2 separate regions of the Mus musculus genome follow, and region 1 is linked to region 2. The links are chromatin contacts, called in public Hi-C maps. All regions are on one chromosome and are shown on one strand. The core of a region is the stretch at or near the end of the contact, and the rest is flanking DNA. Distances in the headings are between cores, read along the strand shown.

Region 1 (6,081 bases), core at 1,575-4,074, 39 kb before region 2:
CCAGGCTGCTTCATGAAAGAATCTACATCTTCCTTTAATATGAAAAATCATACGAAGTTTTAAATTCATATTACAAACCTGATTTTTACTACTTTGTTTATAAAATGTAAAAGAACAAGTTTTGTTTTCCTCAAAGGTTTGTTTCATTTAATTTTTTTTGAAGAAAAAATTTCATAAAATAATCTGATCAACTTCCCCTCTCCCAACTCCTCCAAGATCCTCCCACCTCTCCAACTCCCCAATTTCTCTTTCTTTAGAAAATAGGCAAACAAACAAAAAGCCATAATTTTAAAAACAAAAAAAATCCATAAAAACACAAAATCTGAAATGAAAGCATCCAGGCAAAAGGCCAGGAGGGAGAAAAATACTCAAACAATACTACACAAAAAGTCTACAACAATACGATTGAATTAATTTTGTGGTGGCCGTCTATTTACTGCCCTGCATGGAATCCACCCGTTAGTATGGCTAATATACCTAGTGAGACTCCACTGGAGAGAACTAATTTTTCTTTTCTGAAAGCTTGTTTTTAATTAAAAACCTAACTATAAAGAGTTAAAGATGGCTGCCCTGGAGCTCAGTGGTATACCACTTGCCTACAAGACAGGTGGCCCTAGGTTATCCCCAGCACTGGCAGAAGAAAAGTTAAAGAGAAGTTAGACATGATGCTACAGGTCTGTTATCCCAGAACTTAGGAAGTAGAAGCGAAAGGATCCAAAGTTGTCAGCCTGGACAACATACTTTGTCTCAAAAAAAGAAAAAAAAAGTTCAAGAAAGACCATTTCGGACAGTTTACATACATTATGTAGGTAATTTATTCTTTATTTTTCTGTTTTTAATGTAAGACACATGAACTTGCCTGCTTTATACATTTCTCATGTGGCTCTAGTAATAAATATGAAAATTGCTAGCAATGAAGCACACTGCCTACTCATGTGCCCTAGTCACTAAAGAATTGAGCAAATTGTGTGCCAAAGTTATCATTTTTCTTACTGATTTAATTCAATTGAATACATATTTTATTTTTCAAAATAAGTCCATAAATATTGTCACCCATAGAAACTCAAGACTAAGCAGCAAGATGGAAGTTGGGTAGGATTCAAATACTCTCAGACATAGAATTTTATGTTGTTAAAATATCATGCCACTTCCATTAGTTTTGGAACATCAAGATAATTATATAAAGTTTGGACTGCTTATTACATCGTGTTGGTATAAAATTTAACCATAAAATTTTACAGCCAGTTGTCACAGTGTCTGTCTTTAACCTACAAACTTGGAAAGCAGAAGCAGGACAGGCACTATGAATTTGAGGCCATCCTAATCCAAACAGTGAGTTCTAAGCCAACCTGGGCTGTCTCAAAAAAATAAATAAATAAAATAAATAAATAAAAGTTTATTTTACGGTAAATCCCTCAGATAAAGTTTGTATTCATTAATTCCATTTCTGAAGTTACTGCTATCGGGTTATATTTAAGACAGAATGGAAATTTATATATTTACATCCTTATATATCAGGCATTATAATAGGATCAGGAGAAATAACACAAAATTTCCTCACCTCTAAGTAGCAGAGCATGACCAAAGAGGTTCTAAAGCTCTCCTGACTGCTCAAATGCTACTTCTGGATACCTCTATTTCTGGGTTTCATCAACTACATCTACAAAATTTGAACAACAGTAACTCCCTCATAAAGTTTTGCAAATTTTCTAAGAAAATTTCTGAACCTCAGAAAATATTACTTCATGTAAAGATCACTTGAAAAATATTTTTAAAAGCACAGAACATTGAGAATACACATAAAAATTTATTCCACCAGCACATTAAAATATACAATATAAAATGTGATTTAAGTAAAAGAAAAAAAGGGTCTTTTGAAGAATGTTAGCAATAAGACAGAATATATATAATTTTTGGTACATACCAAAAAAGAATCAAGGAAATTTTGACTAAGATTTTATATGCTTCAGTACAAATATTTAACTTGGGTCGGTCCTGTTACATGAAACCTTCCAATTGCATTTCCCACAATCTTCACAACTGCATAAAATTTGTTGTCTACAAACTGCTTAAATAGTATTACTAAAAGCAAATATAAAATGGTTTCAAAAACCTAATAACAGCCGGTTGCCCATTACATAAGCCTCAATTCTTAAAAGCAAGAACACATGGACTTAACGTTTGTGCTAACGTTTACTTTTCTCAGCAGTCTGCTTCCATTCCCAAGGAAACGGACCACGGCCGTGCTCAAGCTGACTGGGTGCCACTCAGTACCCACACCCTACAAACAGCTGCTCTGCCTGCTCTCTGTGCTAAATGTCCACCCATCTACATCTCCGGCATCACTGCGGTCTTGAGCTCAATAACCGTTGCTGCTGTTTTTTGTTTTTCTTTAGGCGACAACAGGCAGCAACTGGTCAGTTTCAAGGGACGCCACGCCCCAATCCGCCTCGCATCCGTCTCCAGCTACCCAGTTCTCCTCCCTGCTCCCTCTTCTGGGCCGGGGTTGGACTACCTTTCTTCAAAGCTATCGCCCGCCAGGCCTAAAAAGCCAAGATGCAGGAAGAGGCAAAAGGCCAGACATTCCCTTCCGGGACCCTTTAGCTCTGTTCCTCCCAACGACCCAGACCTGGGAAGTGACTGGAAAGCAATCTCCAATATCAGATTAAGACGCTGAGAAAGAGTTTCTTACCACAAACACTGCTTCAGGAATCCCTAAGTGGAGCCGCCGCCCGTTTCCAGCAGCAGTTTCTAGGCCGCATCCGTCCTTAGCCGCCGCCATCTTCAGAAAGCACCAGAGCAAATAACTACCTTCTGAGGCATCGATCGTTGGCGTCAGTGATTGGATCGTTTGCACTTCAGACCCGCCTCTCTCCCTGCGAATCTGCGTATTCATTGGTGCTTACGTCGTGGGTGGTGATTGGCTACACGCATGTGACTGACAAGCTTAGAAAGGATGTGTTGGAAAAGCCAGAAGGCTAATGCTTATTCTAATGCTTAATCTCAGAGATCTAAGGAATGGGCAAGGATAAAGCCCTGGGAATTCAGACCATGCCAAACCGCAGCCCCACCTGCACCTGAAGATATCAAGAGACTACACTCCAGAGTGGCTTCTGAGGCAATCCCAATTCCCTTTTGCAGACCAGTGAACTTCATTCTGAGTGTGTATGCCCTGGACTCATAAGAAATACACCAATCTTTCTCACAAGCCACCTTCAGTGAGATACTTGTCGGCTTCCAGGTCAAAACTTTCGATATGTTTATAGTTTATGTGAAAAAAATGCCAAGAGCTGTGCTTAAATTCTTAGATCCAAAGACTTCCCAGAGTTTTGTCCTCCACAACAACTCTTTAAAAAGCAAATCTATCAATAAACCAGATATGCATAATCACTGCAGGAGACCCTGTTTGCAAATAAAAGCAAAAGTAGCTTATAAAACAAAGCAAGCCAGTATCAATTTGTCTTAGTCAGGGTTTCTATTCCTGCACAAACATCATGACCAAGAAGCAGTTGGGGAAAAAATGGTTTATTCAGCTTACGATTCCATACTGCTGTTCATCACCAAAGGAACTCAGGACTGGAACTCAAGCAGGGCAGGAAGCAGGAGCTGATGCAGAGGCCATGGAGGGATGTTCTTTACTGGCTTGCCTTACCTGGCTTGCTCAGCCTGCTCTCTTATAGAACCCAAGACTACCAGCCCAGAGATGGTCCCACCCACAAGGGGCCTTTCCCTCTTGATCACTAATTGGGAAAATGCCTTACAGTTGGATCTCATGGAGGCATTTCCTCAACTGAAGCTCCTTTCTCTGTGGTAACTCCAGCTGTGTCAAGTTGACACATAAAACCAGCCAGAACAACATGGCAGGGAAACTATAGCCATGAAATCTCAACAATATGGTTGCCTAGCCAAGTCCTACATAATGACCCCAGCAGCATACACGTTAATGGGAATGAGGGAAATTTCACACAGCCCTACACTAGATGATGAACTACAATCAGTCAATGGCTGCTGAGGGAGGGAGAATCAATTTTCTCCAGAGACAAGCCCCCCTGATAGGTTGCCAAATCTTAAATGGTCAGCCCCAAGTACATGTACATATGAACAACATTAAATGTACTCAGTTATAAGTTTATATAAGATACAGTAATAATCATACAAGAAGGGACCATGAATCCAAGAGGGAGTGGGCAGGAGTTAAGAGGGAAAAAGTTAGGGTGGGAAAAATAGCAAAAATAAATACATGATAAAGTTGAGATGAGATTTATACAACTTGGGAAGCCTTTGTATTTAGTTCATATATGGTTTTGATAACTAAAAAAAAAAAAAGACAGTAAAAATAAAAATGTTCTCTACCACTAAAAAACACCCTGTACACATTTATATAATTTAAAATAAAATAAAATCTTTAAAATAGTTCACCTCTTCTTGTCCTTTGTGTCAACTGAAATGAGAAAGTAAAACCTATTTTATTGAAACTCATGAGCAAAGAGGGAGTTTTTTTTTTTTACGAACAATTCCTACCTTTAAATTGATTAATAAGATTTCAGTTTGCCCCAAATTCTATAATATTACTCCTAAAAAGAACATTCTTTTTCTCCATTCCTCTTCTTCCTCCTTCTTTCCCTCTCTACTTTGCTCCCTTCCCTTCTTCCCCAATTTTCTCCCTTCTTTCTTCCCTCTCAGGGACCCTGCTTGCATGCATTCTAAACTAAGCAAACACCCTACTGATGGACTAAATTCCCAAGTATAGGAATTACTCATTAGCTGGTGCTTTCAGCATGGATGATTTGTCTGTCATATCCTTTTGAACGCCCTACAAAAGGAAAACTATTTGAGATTTTCAAATTAATATATACATAATACTTTATTCTTGAGAATTTTACATGTGCATACAGTACATTTTAATCATATTCACCCCTGAACTCCCACAACTCCTCCTAGATCTATCCTTCATTTTCCACCCTTTGCAACCTTTTGTCCTTTAATTACTTTTTGTTTTTAACAAAAGCCAAAGGTGGAGTGGAAGCTTTGAAGCTGCAATCTTCCATTGAACATGGCTTCACCTCTATTTGCAAGAAAAAAGAACAATGTAAGTGGTTATCTTTTCAACAGGTTTCATGGTGAGCAAGTAGTCACTGTGATTTCTTTTTTTAAAAAAAAAATGTTCCTATCTAAAGGAAATGCAGAGACAAAAATGGAGCAGAGACTGAAGAACGGCCATCCAGTGACCGGCCCACCTTGGGATCCATCTCATGCACAGACACCAAACCCTGACACTATTACTGATGCAGTGTTGTGCTTGCAGACAGGAGCCTAGCACGTCTGTCCTCTGAGAGGCTCTACCAGCACCTGACTCAGACAGATGCAGATACTTACATCCAACCATTGGACTGAGCCCAGGGACCCCTATGGAAGAGTTAGGGAAGGACTGAAGGAGTTGAAGGGGATGGCAACCCTATAGGAAGAACAACAGTATCAATAAACCCAGATCCCTGGGAGCTCCCAAAGACTAAAATACCAACCAAAGAGCATGGGGTGCGGGGTGTCCAACCCTGCCTCCCCTGCCGCCACACATATATAGCAGAGAACTGCTTTGTCTGGCCTCAGTGGGAGAGGATGCACTTAATCCTGTAGAAACTTGATGCCCCAGGGAAAGAAGAGGGATGCTAGCAGGGGTGGGGATTGTTGGGTGTTTGGGGGAGGGGGGTTGGGGGGAGGGGGAGGTGGGAGAACACCCTCTCAGAAGCAAAGGGGAGGGGGAGGGGATGAAGAACTCAGGGATGAGGGACCAGGAAGGGGGCAACATTTGGAATGTAAATAAATAATTTAATAAAAATTAATGTTAAAAGGTAAAAAATAATGTTAAAAGGTAAAATTAATGAGTATTAGCTACATATAGCATTTCATCCAAGAACTGGGAAGAGGCAGAGGGATTCTAAGGAAGTCAACAGAACCACAGAGTTCAAAGCCAACCTGGACCACAAAGCAAGACACAATCTAAAAAACCCCCAAAAACCAAAAATGAGCATGATTTTATTTTCAGATAAACAAAACTTAAGTTTACCACCAATATGACCACAT
Region 2 (5,650 bases), core at 2,157-4,656:
CATCTATGGTTCCATATTTCTTTCCTAGGGTTTCTATCTTCAGTGTTGTCTCACTTTGGGTTTTCTTTATTGTGTCTACTTCCCTTTTTAGGTCTAGTATGGTTTTGTTCAATTCTATCACCTGTTTGGTTGTGTTTTCCTGTTTTTCTTTAAGGACTTCTACCTCTTTAGCAGTGTTCTCCTGTATTTCTTTAAGTGAGCTATTAAAGTCTTTCTTGATGTCCTCTACCAGCATCAAGAGATATGATTTTAAATCCGAGTCTTGCATTTCAGGTGTGTTTGGGTATCCAGGACTGGCTGAGGTGAGAGTGCTGGGTTCTGATGATGGTGAGTGATCTTGGTTTCTGTTATTAAGATTCTTCTGTTTGCCTTTCGCCATTTTGTATTCTCTGGAGTTAGTTGTTATAGTTGTCTCTGGTTTGAGCTTGTTCCTCCTGTGATTCTGTTAGCCTCTGTCAGCAGACCTGGGAGATGTGATGTGGTGCAAATCTCGCAGAGGTAAATAATTCCTCAATTTATTGAGCCCTCTCCTGAGATTCAGTGATCAGAGTACTCTCTGCAGGCAAGCTCTCCTCTTGCAGGAAAGGTGCACAGATATCTGGAGTTCGGACTTGCCTACTGACTGAAAATGAAGGCCAGAAACAGGGTCTGTCCCAGAAGATTTGTCACTTCTGCCTGTGTAGCTTCTGTAGTTCGCACTCTCATCTGCGCAGACTAGTCTCTGAGGGATCCGGGACCCAAGATGGCTCCCCCAGGAGCTCCTTGGCAGAGCCCCTGTACCTTTATTTATTAATTCATGGAACAGTCGTTGAGTACCTACTGCAAGTCAGGTCTTGATATAGGTGTTGGAAGTTCAAAAAGTTCAGTACTTGTTTATTTCAGATGTGGACTGACAGAAAGTAATGACCCCAAAACAAAACAAAACAAAACAGTGGAATAAAAGAAACTCAGACAGGGAAGTAGCATACAGAAAGGAACGTGGGACAATTTTTGGTAGGCTGGATAAGGCCTCATTGAGTAAAGACCTAAAGGTCCATTAATAAGCTAGTAAGCACTCAAATTTGTATCAATGAATTGAGGAATTATTTACCTCCGCGAGATTTGCACCACATCACATCTTCAATAATTCAGAAGCATTTTCTTAACAAAGAATAGTTTCAGATTTTTCATTCTTTGTCACATAGAAATATCTCAATCACAGACTCCTCTTACCTTCTATGACACTTTTATCAAGGAAATTGTGTAAACAAAGAGCTTCAAGAAGCATGATATTGAATAAAATGCTGTCAAACATAATGTACCAAATTTTATATACAGATGGTGTTTATTAATGAGTTTAATTAAGTGTTAGGCTCTCAAGACTTTCCTTCTAGCCTCTCTCTCTCTCTCTCTCTCTCTCTCTCTCTCTCTCTCTCTCTCTCTCTCTGATTCATTTTAAATTGCAGAACAATACAAAAACAATGATATATTTGGGTACATCACCAACTAGAACTGACAGCTTCTTGTTTTTTCTCTGTATCCACCTCAAAGCTAATTTTATGAGAGGAATGAAACATCCAGCTAAGGGTGTACACACTAATTCCAGCATTCAGAAGGTACTGAATTTATAGGTGCAGGTGCATCTCTATGAGTTAAAGGCCAGGCTATCTACATAGTGAGTATCAGGTCACCCAAGGGCATCATAGTGAAGAGACTGTCTTAATCCTCTCCACAAAAAGAATAGAACATTACTGTTAAGTCGTCTTTCACTCATTACCAAGCTCTGTTTCTTTTTTCCTTCTATTTAGATTCAAATTGGATAATTTTCAAGTCTTTATAGTCTGTTTTCTTAGAATTTCACATGAACAAATAGTGTGCGTATTTTAAAAATTTACCTAAATAGGGCCTGTAAGACATCTCAGAGAATAAAGGCACTTGCCATCAAGCCTGATGCTTTGAGTTTGATTCCTAGAATCCACATGGTAGAAACAGAAAGCCAGCTCTCAAAAGCTGTCTTCTCATCTCCAGGTGTGCATTGTGGCATACATGTCCTAGTACACACTAAACACACACACACACCACCACCACCACATACAATATTTATTCATAATAAAATGTCATTCTAAAATTTGTCTTCAGGCAATCAAGACGGTTCTGTGAGTAAAGTTACTTGTTTTCATGGGTGACCACACACACACACACACACACAATAAATAACTGTAAAAAATTAAAGTTTTCTGTATTAGAATCAATTTTTAAATCCAGCCTTCTTACGGAATATTACATTTAATTTAATATTAAATGTTTTGCAATGTGCTCGTTGTATTGCCCTTTTTCCTATAATTATACTTTTTTATGTATATAAGTACACTGTAAGCTGTCTTCAGACACACCAGAAGAGGGCATTTATTACAGATGGCTGTGAGTCACCATGTGGTTGCTGGGAATCGAACTCAGGACATCTGGAAGAGCAGTCAGTGCTCTTAACCACTGAGCCATCTCTCCAGCCATAATTATACTTTCTTATGATTAGCTTTATGATGTTTTTCCTATCAAAATGCTGTATAAAACAGCCACCTACATTTTCTTTAGTTTTAAATTTAGTGCTCTATATTTTATCTTTGTGGAAATGATTTTATATATGTAGTAGGATAAAGATGTCATTCTAGTATTTACTTGGGTTGATAGACTTTATTTGAAATTAACCCCATAAGTACCTCACATTTTTAGTGTTATGAATTTTTTTTAAAGTATGGTTCTTATTCTGATATAGCTATTATGATACATATGTATGCGCTACTTTATAGATACTATCTTGTGTAATTACCATTACTGTACAATAAGTTTCAAATTACAACATATTTCTAAACTTTAATTTTTAATCCAAGGTTTATGGAAATTAAAGGGTTATGAATTTGAAATAGAAAAAAATGTAATTCTATAGAATACTTCAGCTGTTCCATGTAATTAAAAATATGTATATGGGGAAAAGTAGGCATGTGAAGATACAATACCATCAGGTATCCAGTCTCACTCAAAAAGTAAAACATTTATGCAGTAATACATTTGTTGGGAGGGGTCCCATCACTGAAGAGTAATTGAAATATTCAATATGTACTTTATTAGTTACGTTATTATCCAGTGGATATTTTAGCAGTATATAACTGGTATATTTCCAAGAATACTGATTTCAAAGTTACAATCATCAGTGAAAGAAAAAAATGTAATTTACTTGTTTTACCTTCCACTTATAGAAGTAAGAAATAATAAGACCTTTAAAAAGTACATTTTGGAATCCGGTTCCATCCGGTTCTCCCACCGCCCCCAGGACGGGTCGCAGCAGTTCGCATGGTGGTGGCGGCGGCGGCGGCGGCTTGGCAGTGCGGCTCCTCGGTGACAGATCCGACGACGCATGCGTCTCCCACCCCTCGCCGCCACGATGCCCAAGAGGAAGGTTAGCGCGGATGGAGCGGCCAAGGCGGAGCCCAAGTGCCTCTCCGCGAGGCTGTCGGCCAAGCCCGCCCCTGCCAAGGTGGACGCGAAGCCGGAAAAAGGCCGCGGGAAAGGATAAAGCATCAGACAAAAAAGTGCAGATAAAAGGGAAGAGGGGAGCGAAGAGCAAACAGGCTGACGTGGCTGACCAGGAAACCACAGAGCTGCCTGCAGAAAATGGAGAGACGGAAAACCAGAGTCCAGCCTCTGAAGAAGAGAAAGAAGCTAAGTCCGACTAAGCATCCATCACGTCTGACAGTGGTCCCGCCTCCCTTCTTGTACAATCCAGAGGAATATTTTTATCAACTATTTTGTAAATGCGAGTTTTTTAGTAGCTCTAGAAACATTTTTAAAAGGTGAGGGGATTCCCACCTCATCCCATTTTTTTAAGTGTAAATGGTTTTTTAGAGGTTAAATCATTTGCTGGGTGGTTTTTTTTTTTTTTTTTTTTTTTTTTTTTTTTTTTTGTACAACCAGCAAATAGCAGGATACTGAATCAGGAGAAGCTGTGACTGTCTCGGGGGTCACCATAACATTCCGTAGATGGGGCTAGTTTTATATCCTATAATACAAAGCATATTAAATGGCAATTTGGCTTCTCAGTCGTGCATTCGTGTCTGGAATATTTTCAGTTCTATCTGGTCCCGTGTTTCTAGTAGAACCATTTTGTAAGAAAGCCAGTCCTTGGTCCTTGTCCCGTCAGGACTGTGATGTCTGTGGTCGTGGCAGTCCATTTTCCTAACAGTTGTGATAATGTGCTGTGAAAGGTGGAAGTCCTGAGTCTGTTCTGTGTGTGGTGTAACATTGTGAATTGGTGGAACTGAGGATTACAGGCATTGGTAGTTATGAGAGGTCTTAGGGGAACTTGCCGGGTCACTTGAACAAGTTCAAAGAAAAACAATAAGTAGCTCTTCATTTGTGTACATGAACACAATGTGACTTCAGAGTTTGGGTACGTGAACACAGTATATGGCTCTTTTTCGGTACATGTAATAAGAATTGGAATGTGTGTACTCTGCTCCTCGACCAATAAAATCTGTTGTTAAAGAGTTAAAAAAAGTACATTTTGCAATTTTTGGTTTATGTTTCTGTGTAATAGAAGTAAAGAAACACTGCACATGTGCTGTACTCACCTCATTTCCATAAACCATGAGGTAATGTGTGGGCATCAGGGCTTTGAAGATCACCACCCAGCTGCTGCTCCTAACTTTGGCAAAAAGGACACTAGCTAGATGTTCAACACTCATATTTGTTTGGTTTATATACTGTAGTATACCTAAATTAAAGATGATGAAAAGCATCAAAATAAGATAATGAAAAGACTGAAAATATTTTCAATTTACTTCATATAACTCTTTTTTTTAAATTTTTATTAGGTATTTAGCTCATTTACATTTCCAATGCTATACCAAAAGTCCCCCATACCCACCCACCCCCACTCCCCTACCCACCCACTCCCCCTTTTTGGCCCTGGCGTTCCCCTGTACTGGGGCATATAATTTTTGCGTGTCCAATGGGCCTCTCTTTCCAGTGATGGCCAACTAGGCCATCTTTTGATACATATGCAGCTAGAGTCAAGAGCTCCGGGGTACTGGTTAGTTCATAATGTTGTTCCACCTATAGGGTTGCAGATCCCTTTAGCTCCTTGGGTATTTTCTCTAGCTCCTCCATTGGGAGCCCTGTGATCCATCCATTAGCTGACTGTGAGCATCCACTTCTGTGTTTGCTAGGCCCCGGCATAGTCTCACAAGAGACAGCTACATCTGGGTCCTTTCGATAAAATCTTGCTAGGGTATGCAATGGTGTCAGCGTTTGGATGCTGATTATGGGGTGGATCCCTGGATATGGCAGTCTCTACATGGACCATCCTTTCATCTCAGCTCCAAACTTTGTCTCTGTAACTCCTTCCAAGGGTGTTTTGTTCCCACTTCTAAGGAGGGGCATAGTGTCCACACTTCAGTCTTCATTTTTCTTGAGTTTCATGTGTTTAGGAAATTGTATCTTATATCTTGGGTATCCTAGGTTTTGAGCTAATATCCACTTATCAGTGAGTACATATTGTGTGAGTTCCTTTGTGAATGTGTTACCTCACTCAGGATGATGCCCTCCAGGTCCATCCATTTGGCTAGGAATTTCATAAATTCATTCTTTTTAATAGCTGAGTAGTACTCCATTGTGT

What was found. Hi-C and Micro-C count contacts between places; a contact is called where the count stands out from the background.
Region 1: a contact with region 2 is called in a Hi-C map of forebrain, with 3 times the contacts expected there. The contact joins the promoter of Vbp1 here to the enhancer-like site in region 2. A contact is called at or near these places in 6 of 484 Hi-C or Micro-C datasets (the HL-1 cell line, LSK cells, adipose-derived mesenchymal stem cells and 3 more), 3 of 115 datasets of contacts at active chromatin or transcription factors (effector CD8 T cells, memory CD8 T cells and neural progenitor cells) and 1 of 9 other capture datasets (adipose tissue).

What each region holds. Positions count from the first base shown.
Region 1 is chrX:75,511,040-75,517,120 of GRCm38.p6, reverse strand. Vbp1 (von Hippel-Lindau binding protein 1) reads right to left here and starts at 2,824. Exons shown (of 6, transcript NM_011692.2): 1 at 2,693-2,824; 2 at 1-32. The coding sequence starts at 2,782.
Region 2 is chrX:75,473,292-75,478,941 of GRCm38.p6, reverse strand. It overlaps the pseudogene Gm8666. Among named protein-coding and RNA genes, the nearest start is that of Vbp1, 38 kb to the left of the region's middle. Within about 2 kb of position 3,406, at least 105 of the 459 cell types and tissues checked have an H3K27ac peak or open chromatin away from gene starts, as enhancers often do. A contact at or near this core is called in cerebral cortex, forebrain, memory CD8 T cells and 1 more, where this site is marked.